Regions from separate parts of the Mus musculus genome. Here all the other regions are linked to region 1. The links are chromatin contacts, called in public ChIA-PET and HiChIP or PLAC-seq maps. All regions are on one chromosome and are shown on one strand. Each heading gives the region's core, a stretch centred on a gene start, on an enhancer-like site or on the middle of the called end of the contact. The rest is flanking DNA. Distances are from core to core; before and after follow the strand shown.

Region 1 (5,090 bases), core at 1,289-3,788:
TTTGCTCAAGTTCATTTCCTTAATCAAGCAGGAAATAAAGAAAAGAAAAGAAAAGAAAAGAAAAAGAAAAGGCATTCAAGGTCATTCTGGCCTACAGAAGACTGTCCCAAGAACACCACCAGCAACAACCAGCCAAAGCTGAAGCAGAATGGACATGGTGCCTCCAGAGGGCTTTATCTCAGCACTCCACTCGGGAGGCAGAGGCAGGCCGATCTCTGTGAGTTTAAGGCCAGCCTGGGCTACTTATCAACTTTCTTTTGTTTTGTTTTGTTTTGTTTTTTAAAATTTTTTTCCAGACAGGGTTTCTCTGTATAGCCCTGGGTGTCCTGGAACTCACTCTGTAGAGCAGGCTGGCCTCGAATTCAGAAATCCACCTGCCTCTGCCTCCCAAGTGCTGGGATTAAAGATGCATGCCACCACTGCCCTGCACATATCAACTTTCAAAGCTACACAATGATCTCCTCTCAAAAAAAAAAAAAAAAAAAAAAGTAAAACAAGATAACAAAATCAAACGTAGAAGCCGCCGGGTGTGGTGGCACACCCTGTCTCGAAAAACCAAACCAAAAAACAAACAAACAAAAAAACATAGAAGCCAACAAATAAAAACAATAGAGCAATCTAGGAAGAGCCAATGCAGACTTCTGCAAGGAAGGATAATCTCGGCTCAGGCCCAGGCTATCCACCTGCCTCTGCCTGTGTCCCAAGAGCCCTGTGTAACCCATGAGTTACCTGGCAAGTTCAGTTTCTTGACCTGCTTACATCATACCAAGTGTACTGGCTAGTTTTGTGTCAACTTGACAGAGAAAGGAGCTTCAGCTGGGGAAATGCCTCCATGAGATCCAGCTGTAAGGCATTTTCTTTTTTCTTTTTTTTTTTTAATTTATTTTTATTATATGTAAGTACACTGTAGCTGTCTTCAGACACCCCAGAAGAGGGAGTCAGATCTCATTATGGATGGTTGTGAGCCACCATGTGGTTGCTGGGATTTGAACTTCGGACCTTTGGAAGAGCAGTAAGGTGCTCTTACCCACTGAGCCATCTCACCAGCCCATGTAAGGCATTTTCTTAATTAGTGATCAAGGGGGGAGGTCCCCTTGTGAGTGGTGCCATCCCTGGGCTGGTAGTCTTGGGTTCTATAAGAGAGCAAGCTGCAGCCAGGGCTACACAGAGAAACCCTGTCTTGGGAAAAAAATGTATTTAAGAGAGAGAGAGAGAGAGAGAGAGAGAGAGCGCAAGCTGAGCAAGCCAGGGGAAGCAAGCCAGTAAAGAACATCCCTCCATGGCCTCTGCATCAGCTCCTGCTTCCTGACCTGCCTGAGTTCCAGTCCTGACATCCTTTGGTGATTAACAGCAATGTGGAAGTGTAAGGTGAATAAACCCTTTCCTCCCCAACTTGCTTCTTGGTCCTGATGTTTGTGCAGGAATAGAAGCCCTGACTGAGACACCAAGCTACAGAGTCTTTTACCACGTCATTTAGTTTTGGAACGAGGGCTCACTGAGTTGCCCAGGCTGGCCCGGAATTTACTTGGTAGCTCAGCATGGCTTCTAGCTCCGGATCCTTCTTTTGGGGGCTGGCAAGCGCTAGGATGAGGGGTGGGAGCCATCTCCCCTAGATTACATTCACTCCCATGTAGTCAGGAAGAAGAAGCAGCTATCCAGAAGCGGCTGGTGAGCTGGTGACAGCTCACCTCAAGGTAACTTATTCTCAGAAGGTTTTGGGGGGAGGGAACTTAAGTATTAGAAGGATTGGAATGGCCTAAGAAGGAAATAAGTTTGGCTCCTGACTCTGTAAAGTTCTGGGCAGGTCAGAGAATAACATTGCTTTGAACTCTTAATTGAGAGCCTCCGACCTATAGGGTCCAATTTGACTGATGATTTATTAATTAACTTATTGCTCACATCTTTAATCCCAGCTCTCAGGAGGCAGAGGCAGGTGGATTTTGGTAAATTCGAGGTCAGACTGGTCAACAGAATGAGTTCCTGGACAGCCAGGGACACCCTGTCTCAAAAAAAAAAAAAAAAAAAAAAGCATGTAAATAAACAATAAGCAGATAGGCTAGAAAAGTGAAAAAATAGAAAAGCTAAAGAAGGGGAAAAATTGAAAAATGAAAAAAAAAAGAAAGAAAGAAAAAGCCAGAAAAACAGAAAAAGAAAATTGACGGGAAGGGAAGAGAAAGAAAAAGAACAGGAAATGGAAAGAAAAGAAAAAAGCAAAGCAAAGCGAAGGGACGCGAAGCAAGCCTGTGCAACTGGGATTTGAACTTGACCCCGCCTGGTCTCTCTCGCTTTCCTCCGCAGGGTTTCCCCGGGTCCCCGCTTCCGGCTGGCGGCGACGTCGGAGGGCAACCGAGGACGTGCGTGCGCCGCTGCGTGCGTAAGTGCGTGCGTCGGTCGGAGGAGGGCGAGTCCAAGGGGGCGTGGCGTGCGAGGGGTGGCGCGCGCGGCGCGGCGGGCGGAGGCTCTGGGCGCGCACCGCCTCTTGGCTCCCGGCCTCCCCCGCGCGCGCTCGCCGAGTGGTTCCGCCCGACCCCCCGGCTCATTGTGCCTTCTCCTCACGCCGGCCCAAGATGGCGGCGGCTCTAGACGCCCCGGCTCTGTGACTCCTACAAAGAGGGGAGCTGGGGCCACACGGGAGCGGCGGCCGAGGCACAGGCCGGGCCGTCTGTCCTCAGCCGTCCGCCCCGCGTCCGCCCGTGTCCGCCCGCCCGGCTTCCCGCCGGTGGCCCCGCCCCTCCCCCAACCGCCCGCCTAGCATGGTGCGGCGGCCGCGCGCGCCGACATGGGCGAGAAGCTGGAGCTGAGGCTCAAGTCGCCTGTGGGCGCCGAGCCCGCCGTCTACCCGTGGCCGCTGCCGGTCTACGTGAGTGTACTTGCGGAGAACGCGGGGGTAGGAGTCGTGGGGCTCCGCGGCGGCAGCGGCGGCGGCGGCGGGTCCTTGGCCGTTCTCGGCCCGCGCCTGCCGTTGCCCTGACGCGGCCGGTCGCGTTGTCGCCGCCGCCGGCCCGGAGCCCCGCGTCTCCAGCCTTTGAGGACCTGAGTCTGGACCGACCTTGTGGGCAGGGGTGTAGAGACTGAGAAGTCGGGGATTCCTTGCCTTTCGTGGCGACCCCTCATGTTGTCACCTCAAATTGTCACCTCACGTGCCCTCTTCCAGTCATCTGTTTCTTATCCTGATGCCTTCTCCTATTGTCCTCTATGCCCTTTCTCGTTGTCACCTTTTGATGTTCATGGGCAGGTGCTAAAAAGAACCCTAGGAAGTCAGGGGGAGGTTGGCCCTTGGGTTTGGGTTGTCCCCCCACGTTCGTGGAGTGGTAGGAGGGCTCCGAATAGTTGTTTCTTCATGTCAGGGTGCCCGGCTGAAAGAACCTGAGAAGTTAGAGAGGTTGTCATCTCAATTTGTACCTCATGTGTCGTTTGACGTTGGTGGATTGGCCTGGAGGTACATTGGAATGCTGGAGCAGTTGTTTCTTAATGTTGGTGGCATGGCTAGAGGGGACTTAGGGAGTCTGGAGGTTGTCCTCTCATGCTGGTGGGTAGAGCTGGTGCGACTCTGCAAAGCTGGAGGTGTTATCCCTTAAAGTGGAAGTGCCAGAGGCAAGTGGGTTCTGAAGTCCAGGAGGGCCTGCGGAGGTCAGTGTACTGTCCCCTTGTGGCCCTTTGTATGCTTTGAGTAGAAGATACAGCAGTGGGGTTCCCTGGTGCTGCTGAGTTCACATCCTCACTGGGGTCCCAGGGAACATGTGTGTCCTGGGATGCCCTTGCACCTGTCCTCTGCCTCTTCGAATTAGGCAGCCCTGTGTGTCCTTGAACATTCCCACAAGTGTCCACTCAACTCTCCTGAGGTCAGCAAGATGGCTCAGCAACAGTCTTATAATCTGAGTTCCATGTTTGGGACATGGGCAGAAGGGAGAGTACCAACTTCCACAAGTTCTCTGACCTCACTGTGTGCACAGACACAGCCACTCACAAATGTAATAGGAATTTTGAAATATCTGTTTGTGTGTATGCTGGTCATGGTGGCACACACTTTTAATCCTGGCACTTGGCAGAGGCAGGAGGAGTCCTGACCAACCTGGTCTATAGTGTGGGTTCCTGGTTGGTGGTCTGCCTACAAAGAGTCTGAGAAATTGGGGAGGCTTGTCCCTCTTCTTACCACGACTGGAAGGACTGTGGGAAATGGGAAAAGTTGTCCCCTGGTGTTGGTGGAGTCTGAGAGGTTGGGAAGTCCGGGAGGTTGTCTGGTGAGGCTGTCTGGAAGAGCACACTCTTTAGTACGTTCCCTCTCAGAGTTGGCTGTTCTGACTAGCCACCCTTCGCAGGGCAGTTCTGTGAGTTGTGGTCACAGTCGAGGTGCAGCCTACTTCAGCCACCTCAGCCTCCCCTCCACTGTCCTTCTGTCATTTGCCTCCCACTTCCTTGGCTGTCACATTGTGTTCTCTGCTAGCAGCTTTTTCTAGAAAGTCCAGGGAATGATCAGCAACTCTGCAGTGTTCACCCGGGAGAATGTGTCTGAGACTTGCCCACCCACGCTGTCTGAGGGTTTGAGGCTGCCCCTAGTTTTTCTTTTAGCTGGGCAGCATCCTTTGGGCAGTGAGCCAAGTTTGGTGATGATTCTGCCAGTCATAGGATGCCTGTGCTGGCCTAGTGTTTTCTTTTTCTATTGTTTCTTTGGTCTTGTTATATAGTGGCTGACCTGGAACTCATTCTGTAGCTCAGGCTGGCCTTGAACTTGCAGTGATATCCAGCTTCTGCCCCAAGTGCTGGTTGGGATGATGGGCTTGTACCCCTGTGGTGTGTGTGTGTGTGTGTTGGGGATGCGGGGAGTTTAGAACTCCAGACACCTGCAGTAGCCTTGTTCAAGCTGAAGCTGTCACTGAGGAGACCAAGAAATGGGCTGCTTGGTCTGTACTGAGTAGACAGTCACCAGGCTGTATCCTCAAAGTTGTCATATATGAGTTTGAAGGGTTAAAAAAAACTACCACAACCTTGTTGGTGCCCATTTGAATGGTGCTTCTAGTTTGCCTCTGCCCTGTCCCCTGGTGATGAAGGCTGAAAGTTCACCCAGTGACGCTGACCCTTTCATGTGAATC
Region 2 (5,090 bases), core at 853-3,352, 980 kb before region 1:
CTCCTGAGCCACCTCTCCAGGCCTTTATATATTGTTGTCTAAATCATGAGCTGTGTGAGGACAGGAATAGGTCAGCCTTGGTCACTGGGATTTCCCAACCCTGTGATTTGTCAACTAAATATCTCAAATCCATGAGAGAACCCATAGACCTAAGGGTGATGAAGGCATGGTGACCTAGCTACTTTGGAGACCTGCATAGGAGGTTCTGGGTCTAAGAGACAAGTCCCCAGCCAGACGCGTGCCAGTGTTACCCTCATGGGCTGTGGGATATGCTGCCTCAGACATGGAAGTCCCATGGTACCTAAGGTCTATCTATGATGTCAGAAGGTGGGTCTCCTAGCAGAAAGGAAGAAAAGAAAAAGTCTTTCAAGTCTGCATGTGTCACAGCTAGCTGTGGGGTTAGAGGGGACAACCTGCAGGAGTCAGGTCTCCTACCTACCACATGAGTATCAAACTCAAGTTGTTAGGCTTGGCTGCAAATGCCTTTACCCTCCAAGACATCTTTTTGTTTTGATGGTTATTTTGAGGCAGGGCCTCACCGTATAACTCTGGATGGCCTTGAACCCACAGAGCTTGCCTCTGCCTCCCAAGATCTGGGAGTAGAGGTGTAGTCCACCAAGCCAGACCACTGAGCTATCCTATCCTGTTTCTTCAAAGTATTTTTTTTTTTTGAGACAGGGTTTCTCTGTATAGCCCTGGCTGTCCTGGAACTCACTCTGTAGACCAGGCTGGACTTGAACTCAGAAATTCGCCTGCCTCTGCCTCCCGAGTGCTGGAATTAGTATTTCTTCTTCTTTTTTTTTTTAAAGATTATTTATTTTATGTATGTGAGTACAATGCTGCTGTTTTCAGACACACCAGAAGAGGACATTACAGATGGTTGTGAGCCACCATGTGTGAATTGAACTCAGGACCTCTAGAACACCAGTCAGTGCTCTTTAAGTGAGCCATCTCTCCAGCTCCCATCCTGTTTCTTAGATAGAGTCTTTCTGGCCTGTGCTCTCTTTGTAAACCAGATTGAACTTGAATTTGTGGCCCCCATAAGTGCTGGGATTCTGGGGTACAACTCCTGCCGGATGATTTTTTTTTCCTATGTGCACATATCCATTCACAGAGGCCAGAAGACATCAGGTGTCCCCTCTCTCACATCTGGCCTTATTCCTTTGAGACAAGAGTCTCTCACTGAAGTTGCAGGTATGGTGACCAGCAAGCCCCAGCAATCCTCCTGTCTCCACCCCCACATACCTGGGATTACAGGCGTCCTTGCCCCACATTGGCTTTTTACATGGATGCTGGAGATTTGAACTCAGGTCTTCCTGTCTCTGAAGCAATCAGTCTTAACCCCTGAGCCATCCTCTAAACTCTGGGTTTGGCTTCGTTTTCCCTTTTTGAGTCAGGGTCTCAGGTAGCCCAGGCTAGCCTTGAATTCCCTGTGTAGCTGAGAATGTCCTTGAACTCTTGATCCACCAGCCGTTACCTCCTGAGAGCTGGAATGGCAGGTGTGCACCATCCCTTTTGTGCCGGTGGACTCCAGGGCCTGTGTGAGCTGGGGGAGCACTCTAGCTCCCACGGAGCTAGCTACAGACAACCTCAACTTTAGTTTGATGCACTCTGAAGCCCTAGCTGGCCTCAAACTCACAGCAATCCTCCTGCTTCAGCCTCCAAAGGCTAGAATGGTAGGTATGAGTCTTTAAATAGTTTGGAACAGCATGGGGACACCCTTTGCAACCGTGGGTACTGTCATGGTGAAGGTTAGGCAAGAGGCTAAAGAGACCAGATGGTAACCTCAATACCCGCTTAGCCCAGGTGGGGCTTCTCACCTGCACCCCAGAGATCCCCAAAGGAACACTGGACACCTGGAGGTGTCCACCTCCCAGGACATGCCCTCCGGGCCACACTTTGTGACCTGACCCCATTGTGGACTGTTCTTCCTAGACAACTGTCTGGTTCCCAGATGGGACACGGCCTGCCCCCGGTGGCCACCCCCGCGCAGGCCCGGGCCCTGCGCCTCGGGGACACGTCCGTCCCGCTGCGCCCCGCCCCGCCCGCCGCCGGCCCCGCCCGCCCTGGGCTTTTATAGGCCGAGGCGTCTGCACTCGCTGAGTCCCCGCTGCTGCCCAACACTCGCCATGCGTTCTGGGGCACTGTGGCCGCTGCTTTGGGGAGCCCTGGTCTGGACAGTGGGATCCGTGGGCGCCGTGATGGGCTCCGAGGATTCTGTGCCCGGTGAGTGGGGCTGGGCGGAAGGGGCGGGCGAGCGGGCCACCCACGTGGCCTGAGGAATGCGGCAGGGGGATGTCTGGGGTGTGCTCTGGCTGGGTGGGCGAATGCGGGACTCCACGCCTCCAGCCTCAAAAGAGGACTGACATTTATTTATTGAGCTCTTACTGTTTACATGCTTTCCCATGAGTCCACAGAACAGCCGAAACTTGTGGGTACTTTTTCCTCCCCGTTTTCAGGATAGGTAAACTGAGGCCCAGGGTCATGAACCTTTTAAGTGACGTGGTAGGTGGCTCTGTAGGCCCTAGAGAGACATCTCTGGGTGGCTGGCCCTGCTAATGCCACTTAGGCAGAGGGTTTCAGGAGTCTCTGGATGAGATGCCTCAGGTAGAATGGTATACCTGCATCTGGCCAGGAGAGCTCCAGCCTCAGTCTCCCTTTTTGTAAAGCCTTTGCAGAGGTGCTGGGGCCCAGTTCATGGAAGGCGTTCGGCAGTGTCTCTTGAGCAAGAATGAGTTCTGATGGGGGCGGGGGGGGGGGGGGAGGTGTGCGGCTGTCTTCACTTAAGGGTGAAGAAAGCCAAAGGTTCTGTGTTCTAGCCCCTACCAGCCCTGCAAGGCTGCTGCCCTCCAAGGGAGCCAAGCCCCCTCCCCTAGGGCCGCGTCCCCCGTCCCTGTCCCAGGGGAGTGAGCTCACGCAGAGGGAATGTTCCCCAGTTGGAGTGAGTAAGAGGCGGGTCAGGCGAGGGGGGGCTGCAAGCCGGGGGCTCGGCTGTCCTGGGCACTGTCTAGACAGAGGGCAGAGGCGGGAAGCCAGTGCAGGCCCACAGACCCTCACATGCCGAGCGCCTGGCATTTGAAGGGGCTGGGCAGGGTGCCAGTTCTCAGGCCTGGAGGCCAGGCGGGAGTTGGTGGTGGAGCACTCGGGTGCGGCTCAGAGGAGAAGGGTTCCCTCCACAGAAGAGCTCGAGCCACAGCTGTGGCTTTCTGCCCTTTCTTCCTGTACAGGGCATTTAGGATAGCTATGGACATCTCTGAATTGGCTGGGGGAATTAGATCTGAGGTGTTGGGGGTTAGTTGGGAGTTTGTTCCACAAAGATCATGTATAGGGATAATTCTTAGGTAGAGATGGGGTCTGGAGCTTCCCCATTCCTCCTCCTCCTTCCAAATAGGTGGCGTGTGCTGGCTCCAGCAGGGCAGAGAGGCCACCTGCAGTCTGGTGCTGAAGACTCGTGTCAGCCGGGAGGAGTGCTGTGCTTCCGGCAACATCAACACCGCCTGGTCCAACTTCACCCACCCAGGCAATAAAATCAGCCTGCTAGGGTTCCTGGGCCTCGTCCACTGCCTCCCCTGCAAAGGTGAAGCCGTGGGGGGCTCCTGATGGCAGACAAGACCCAGAGTGAATGGGGAACTGGGGAGGGGACCCTGGGGCCCACGACTTGCGGAGGCTTTGAGAAGCCCCCTGGTTTCATCATGTAAAGCCCCTAACCTGCATCCTACCTCACCTGGTGGGGAGGAACTTAGCCTTAAATCCTGACCAGGCATTCAGGCTATGTCCGTCCGTACTGCTACCCTCATGGGACCCTGAGCACCACACATTTTACATAGCTAATATGCCTGGAGTATCTGCCTGTGCTTTATTCTGAGCACGCCCGCCACCCGCGTCCCTGCTGAGGTGAATGAATAACAGTCCAGGTGACAGAGGGCACCCCTGGCCTCTCTGTGCTTGGGGCTGAACCAGTAGAAAGTGATGGGAAGGATTTGGAGGAAGCAGGCATAAGATCTAGGGTCGGGGTGATGATTAGGAGTTTGTTGAGTGAAGCCCATATGGAAGAGTGCACTGGGTCTAGGGTTAGTCTCTAGAGGTAGGAGCAACATCAGGCAGCTCATCCAGGAGGAAGCTGGGCAGGGCTGCAGACCCTCAGGGATAGGAGGATAGGGAAGGAGCCTGCATTGGCCTCAGGGGTAGGATTAATCTCCCATCAGCCTGGCTGTGTGGTCCAGAGCCCATTGCCACACTCCCCTCCTCCTCTAGCTTCTGAGAAGAGGAGGGATTTCAAGAAAAGCCTTTCCGGGGCTTGAGGGCCTGACTGTCCTCCCAGCCTCCTCTGGTCCTCGGGACTGGGGATGGAAATTTGCCCCCTCCCTTTTCTTTCTTTGATTTCCTAAAGCTGGCTAGAGGGTCAGTTCCAGATGTATGGTGGGTGGGCCCTCTGGGGGGGGGTACCCAGGTGTAACCCTGAAATGTAGGTCTCTCCAGATCCTGGATAATCAAGAGTTCAAGGCCAGCCCTGGCTACAAAGCAAGTTTGAGTAGCCTAGGCTACTTGAGGCCAACTCAAAAAAACAGAGTATGTGGCTAGGTGTAAATGCCAACACAAGAATGTCTAGGCGAACCTCAGTTTCCCCACCTGAGACATAAAGATGTGCAGAGTGAACGAACCTCTCCCCCATGCCTCTTTGGGGAGGTCCTAGTAGAAACCAGTAATGGATGCATCCAGTAATTGTGCATCACGGTGCACCTGGACTCCAGTGACATGTGGGAACCGCACTCGTGTGTGCTCTGTGTCCTCAGATTCCTGCGACGGAGTGGAGTGCGGCCCCGGCAAGGCGTGCCGCATGCTGGGGGGCCGTCCACACTGCGAGTGCGTGCCCAACTGCGAGGGGCTTCCCGCGGGCTTCCAGGTCTGCGGCTCTGATGGCGCCACCTACCGGGACGAATGCGAACTGCGCACCGCGCGCTGTCGCGGACACCCAGACTTGCGCGTCATGTACCGCGGCCGCTGTCAAAGTAAGAGCTGTGACCGTGGAGGGGCGGGGACGCGGGGCGGGGCCAAGGAATCAGGCAGGACCTGGGGGTGGGGCTAGGGAG
Region 3 (5,090 bases), core at 1,157-3,656, 770 kb before region 1:
TGACTGAGAGATGGGATTTTACTTTATTTACTTTTTGAGTTTGTGGTCTTTCCTTGGCTGTTCTGGAACTTGCTCTGTAGAGCAGCCTGGCCTTATATTCACAGTGATCCTCTTGCCTCTCTCTGCCTCCGGAGTGGTGATCTCAAGGGCATGGTCACCACACCCACAGCAGAAGCACTACCACCCAGATCCCAGGCACTGCAGAGATGGTCTGTCCCCCGGAAGGTGTGACCCTGGCAGGGAGAGTCATCCTGGGGCCCAGCCAGCTTCCAGCAGCTAGGGCCAGAATTCTTAAGATTTTTGACATCTATATCAGCCGCCCCAAGAGGAGTTTGCAAATATTAACTCATCTGATTTTCAGACAAGGAGCCTGGAGTTCAGAGAGAGCTGATAATTAGTGTCACACAGTGAAATGGGGAAGGAGGATTTTTGTTTGTTTTTCAATACAGGGTTTCTCTGTGTAGCCCTGGCTGTCCTGGAACTCACTCTGTAGAGCAGACTGGAGTCGAACTCACAGAGAACCTCAAGAGTGCTGGGTGGGACTAAAGACGTGCCACCACCACCCAGCTACATGGAATGTTAAATTCCATTCATTTTCGATCTCAGGACAGAGTTCTAATACACTAAGCTGCTAGAAATCCAGAATCTTGGGATCTGGGGTGTTTGGGGTTTTGTTTCTGGGATTGTAAGTCACAAAGCAGCAGGGCCAGGGTTTGAATGTGGCACACAGTCCTCTCGGCATGGAATAGTTTTCCTTATTTGTTCTTATTTCTCAACCACTTCAAAGCTCAGAAAGCTCTTCTGAGCTCAGGGGCGGGACAGAAGGAGGGAGTGGCTGGCCTTGCTGCTGGGCGGGAGCAGAGATGTGGCTATACTTCACAGCATACACAGTGTTTTGTTCAAATTTCAGCCCCTGTTAAGAAAATGAGGGAAGTTGGACTCATCTACTCATTTTTTTTTTTTTTGAGTGCCTGTCTGCGCACGACGCGCATGCAGTGCCTACAGCGGCCAGATGGGGGCGTCGGGTCCCCTGAAGCTGGAGTCACAGAAGGCTGTGAACACTGGGGGTGTGTGTGAGGGCTGTGTATGTGGATACAGGTGCGCTGCAGATGGAGAAGAAAGGAGGCGAGGAGGGTGGGCTGGGGAGATGGCTCAGGTCTGGGGAAATAGCTGCTCTTGCAGAGAACCTGGTTGTGGCACCTGCAGTTGCTGTCTCAGTGCTCAGCACAGTGGCCTGGATGCCCTGATACCCTGCTAAGCCTGTGTGCACCCCACACAGCATGGCCGCTCTTGACAAGTGCTTTCTTTAACTATTCCAAAAAGGTCTTCAGTGTCCCGACACCTGGGGCTTCCTGCCTGGTCACAGGAACCTGTGTTGTCCACAGTTTGGGACCATCTGGAGTCCGGTGCTCCACTGTACAAATTCAAAAACTCCAGCAGAGCCCAGAGAGGAAGGATTTGTCTAAATCACAGAAACCCAGAGAGGTGGGAAGAAAGCCACCCTTTAGAAGTATCCAACCACTGGGCGTGGTGGCGCACGCCTTTAATCCCAGCACTTGGGAGGCAGAGGCAGGTGAATTTCTGAGTTCGAGGCCAGCCTGATCTACAGAGTGAGTTCCAGAGAAATCCTGTCTCGAAAAAACTATGCTTCCGTCCTATGGCCAAGGCCTCTCTGTCAAGCCCTGAGACTCCCAGCATCTGTCTGCCTGTGTTCCGTGGGGCAGGACCAGCCCCTCAGGAATCAACTTGATCCATCTACAGACTCAGGTTGAGCTCAGGCACTTACTGAAAGGATATCATCCTCAGCCACTCCACCCTCACACAGTCAGCCAGCAACCCTCAGCCCTTCTGGGAGCCCCACCCCGACCTCCAACCGATCGCCTTCTCCCACCCTCCATATTTTGCACTTGGTGTTCTAGCAGAAAGCCTTTTCCCTTTGGACTGAAAAACTCATCCATCAGTGCTCCAGCTCCCGAGGCCTCCTTCTCTGAGAAGCTCCCCTCGAGAATCCTGTCTATGCCGCCCCTGCCCCTTCCCACTGAGATGTTTGGAGAGGGAGCAAGATTCTGGTAAGTGCCGGTAGTGGCAGAGAAGGTTTCTAGCCAGATTTTAGGATTTAGGGTCCCACCGAACAGTTTTCTGTCTCTCACTATGATACAGGAGGAGTAAACTGACTTCTGGCCCAGGTCGGAAGCCCACGCCCTTCGCTGCCTCAGTTTCCCGCAACTACAAACGGGACGGCGGGCCCCTCCTGATCGGCCGGGATGCTAGGGTGGCTCCGGCGGGCGGGGGTCCCGGCGGCCGAGGGGGGCTCAGGAAGTCGCGGCCACAGGAATTCGGCGCTTCCACGCCTTATAAGGACATTTGCTCTGCCAGCCAATCGGCGGCGGGGGCGGCGCTCAGCCCCGTCCCGGGCCGTCCGCCCGCAGCCCGACCCTCTGCCGGTCCCGCTGGTCCTCCTGTCCCGCTCCGGGGTCCCGCGCCATGAGCTCCACGCAGTTCAACAAGGGCCCGTCCTACGGGCTCTCGGCCGAGGTCAAGAACCGGGTGAGTGGGTTGCGGGGCTTGCCAGCCTCGAACGCACGACCAATGGGAGCGGGGCTCGCCAGCCTCGAACGCGCGACCGATGCATGAGCCGGGACAGCTGGGCTTTGCTTTACCCTGATATCCGGAGGGTCTGGGGTGCTGTGGGAAGCTGTGGCGTCTGGGAGGCTGGGGACCCATTTTATCCGCATCCTGAATGTCACCTCCAGCCCCGCCCCTGGACCTCTCAGTCCCCGGCGCCCCGGGCTTCCTGCACTCTGTGCCCCTTGCAGGATGTAAGAAAGTTAAGGTCCGGGAGAGAGAAAGCGAGCACACGAGCGATCCGGGCGTCTGAGAGTGCCCCCTGAGGCCCCATCTTCATTACCTGTCGAAACTTCCGTTTCATCTAAGCCACTTAAGTTGGGGACAGGGAAGGGGGCGGGGCCGGTGGCCTTCTTAACAGGGTGTGGTCCGTTCCAGGACTCCCACACACACCTGGGAAAGGGCTCACTGAGAGGAACCGCAAATGCAGGAGAACACTGAAGTCACCAGTTTCGGAGGGACATCTGGGGAGCCATACAGCAAGGTGTCCTGAGCTGATGAGGGAGACACTGATCCCAGACTTAGGGGGCTCAGGCCTGACATCCTGAAACCTTCTAGATAGATCCGCCAACCACACGCACACACCTGGCACCTGGGAATGCAAGTTTCACAGTCAGCTAAAGCCAAGCAACCTGCCTAGGCACGCTGAAGCTACCAGTCGGACCCACCTCCGACTGGCACCTGCCAGGTCCCTACAAGTGACACGAGAGGCATACCTACCTCATGCCACCCATGTGCTATCCTCAGCCTGCTAGAGACAAGTTGCTATTTCACTTCCCACCCTGGGCTCAGAGAGGTTGCTCTAGCTCCCCAGAGACACACAGCATTCTGACGACCCTGCCCAATTCTTCCTGGACAGACTGGACATCTCCCTGGAACAGAGAAAGTGAAAGAAAGAGTCAGGACAGCCCTAAGGATAGAGTTTTAGGAGCTGGGTGGGGCCAGGGACAGGTCAGCACTTGCTCAGGGGATGAGCTCTCAGATCCCCTCCAACTGTGGAGCTGGGAAGTGGACCCCCCCCCCCCAGTAGCCTGCAGGGGTCACAGAAGGGTTGCATCGTCCACTGGGAGGGGGGATCCGGAGACTTTTCTGCCTGACCTATGTGCCTCAGTTTACCCCCCTAGCTGGCCCATATCCCGTGGGACTTTGTTCGGTCCAGTTGAGGAGCCTGGCCACTGGGGAACAGCTGGTCTTGATTTAGACCCGGGAGGCCACCGCATTCCTGGTAGTTTGTGGCCTGCGGGCAGGAATGCGCTGAAGGGCAGTGGGGAGGGAGGTGGCCGCAGCGGGCGGGACTGAGCCCCTGCCCTCCTCCTTGGTCCTCAGAGTGGCTAGGGACGTGGCACAGCTGGACCAGGCATGCTTGGCGTCCCTGGCCGACCCCTGTTCCCCTCTGGGCTGTCCTTGCTTTTTCCTGTGGGAACAGCTGCCCCGACTGCCCCTGCACCCAGCTAATCCCACTTCGAAGGATTTTAAAAGACAGGAAGGGGAGAGGGAGCGCCTGACAGCGAACTCTTACACAAACCAGTCCATATAGGAAACTGCCGGGCATGGTGGCGCACGCCTTTAATCCCAGCACTCGGGAGGCAGAGGCAGGCAGTTTTCTGAGTCGTAGGCTAGTGGTCTACAAAGTGAGCTCCAGGACAGCCAGGGCTACACAGAGAAACCCTGTCTCGAAAAACCGGGGGGGGGGGGGCCGGGGGACTGGCGGATGGAGAGATGGATGGGAGCACTGATTGCCCTTTTGAAGGACCCAGCAGCACTGTGACTCCAAAATCTCACACCCTCACACAGACACATAAAGTAAAGATTAAAAAAAAAAAAAAAAGAATACTGCACTCCTTTAATCCTGTGTGAATCTCTGACCTGGTCTATATAGAGAGTGAGAGCAGAGAACCCCCCCCCAAAAAAAAAGAAAGAAAGAAAGAAAGAAAGAAAGAAAGAAAAAATGAAAGGAAGGAAAGAAAGAGATGGGGAAACTGAGGCCAGGAGAGTTGAGTTTTTTTTTCACTGCCCACACAGGGCAGCTCTCCTGCTGCCTTGAGAACATGAGAGAAATCTGTAGAGGGAGCGCCCGCCGGGGGGCTCCCAGCGTGGTGCGGCTCCCAGCGCGGCGCATCGGTGGGAAGTTGAGTATGTAGGTCGGGCCTCCTCGGAGGTCGGCCAGCTGGAATACTGCTCAGCCACGAAAAAGAACAGGCCTCTACAAGTGTCAGTAGTGAACCTTCTGGATGCAAAGCCCTCTGCCTATAGGAAGTGCTCAGACACTGTGAGGATGGACTGGCGCTGGACCACCAGCTGAGCTGGTGCTGAGTGCTGGTGCTGGTGCTGACTTAACACAGCCTGTTGCTTTCATCCCCAGCACACCAAGGTGACACGTGTCATCCTGCTCTAGGGAGGTGGCGGCAGGAGGTGGCGGCAGGAGGTGGCCTGGGCTTTCAGACACCCTTCTTGCCCCGCTGTCT

The links. ChIA-PET counts read pairs in DNA pulled down with a chosen protein or histone mark. HiChIP or PLAC-seq counts read pairs in DNA pulled down with a chosen protein or histone mark.
Region 2: a contact with region 1 is called in a FOXA1 HiChIP or PLAC-seq map of pancreatic cancer cells. The contact joins the promoter of Fstl3 here to the promoter of Dot1l in region 1. A contact is called at or near these places in 2 of 39 promoter capture datasets (liver and pre-B cells) and 1 of 115 datasets of contacts at active chromatin or transcription factors (pancreatic cancer cells).
Region 3: an RNA polymerase II ChIA-PET map of memory CD8 T cells shows a contact between it and region 1, with 34 read pairs. The contact joins the promoter of Cnn2 here to the promoter of Dot1l in region 1. A contact is called at or near these places in 2 of 39 promoter capture datasets (liver and pre-B cells), 4 of 115 datasets of contacts at active chromatin or transcription factors (astrocytes, embryonic stem cells, memory CD8 T cells and 1 more) and 1 of 9 other capture datasets (pancreatic islet).

What each region holds. Positions count from the first base shown.
Region 1 is chr10:80,752,665-80,757,754 of GRCm38.p6, forward strand. It overlaps Dot1l (DOT1-like, histone H3 methyltransferase (S. cerevisiae)), which reads left to right and starts at 2,539. Exons shown (of 28, transcript NM_199322.2): 1 at 2,539-2,860. The coding sequence starts at 2,780.
Region 2 is chr10:79,775,172-79,780,261 of GRCm38.p6, forward strand. It overlaps Fstl3 (follistatin-like 3), which reads left to right and starts at 2,103. Exons shown (of 5, transcript NM_031380.2): 1 at 2,103-2,226; 2 at 3,392-3,577; 3 at 4,794-5,009. The coding sequence starts at 2,130.
Region 3 is chr10:79,986,194-79,991,283 of GRCm38.p6, forward strand. Cnn2 (calponin 2) reads left to right here and starts at 2,407. Exons shown (of 7, transcript NM_007725.2): 1 at 2,407-2,547. The coding sequence starts at 2,485.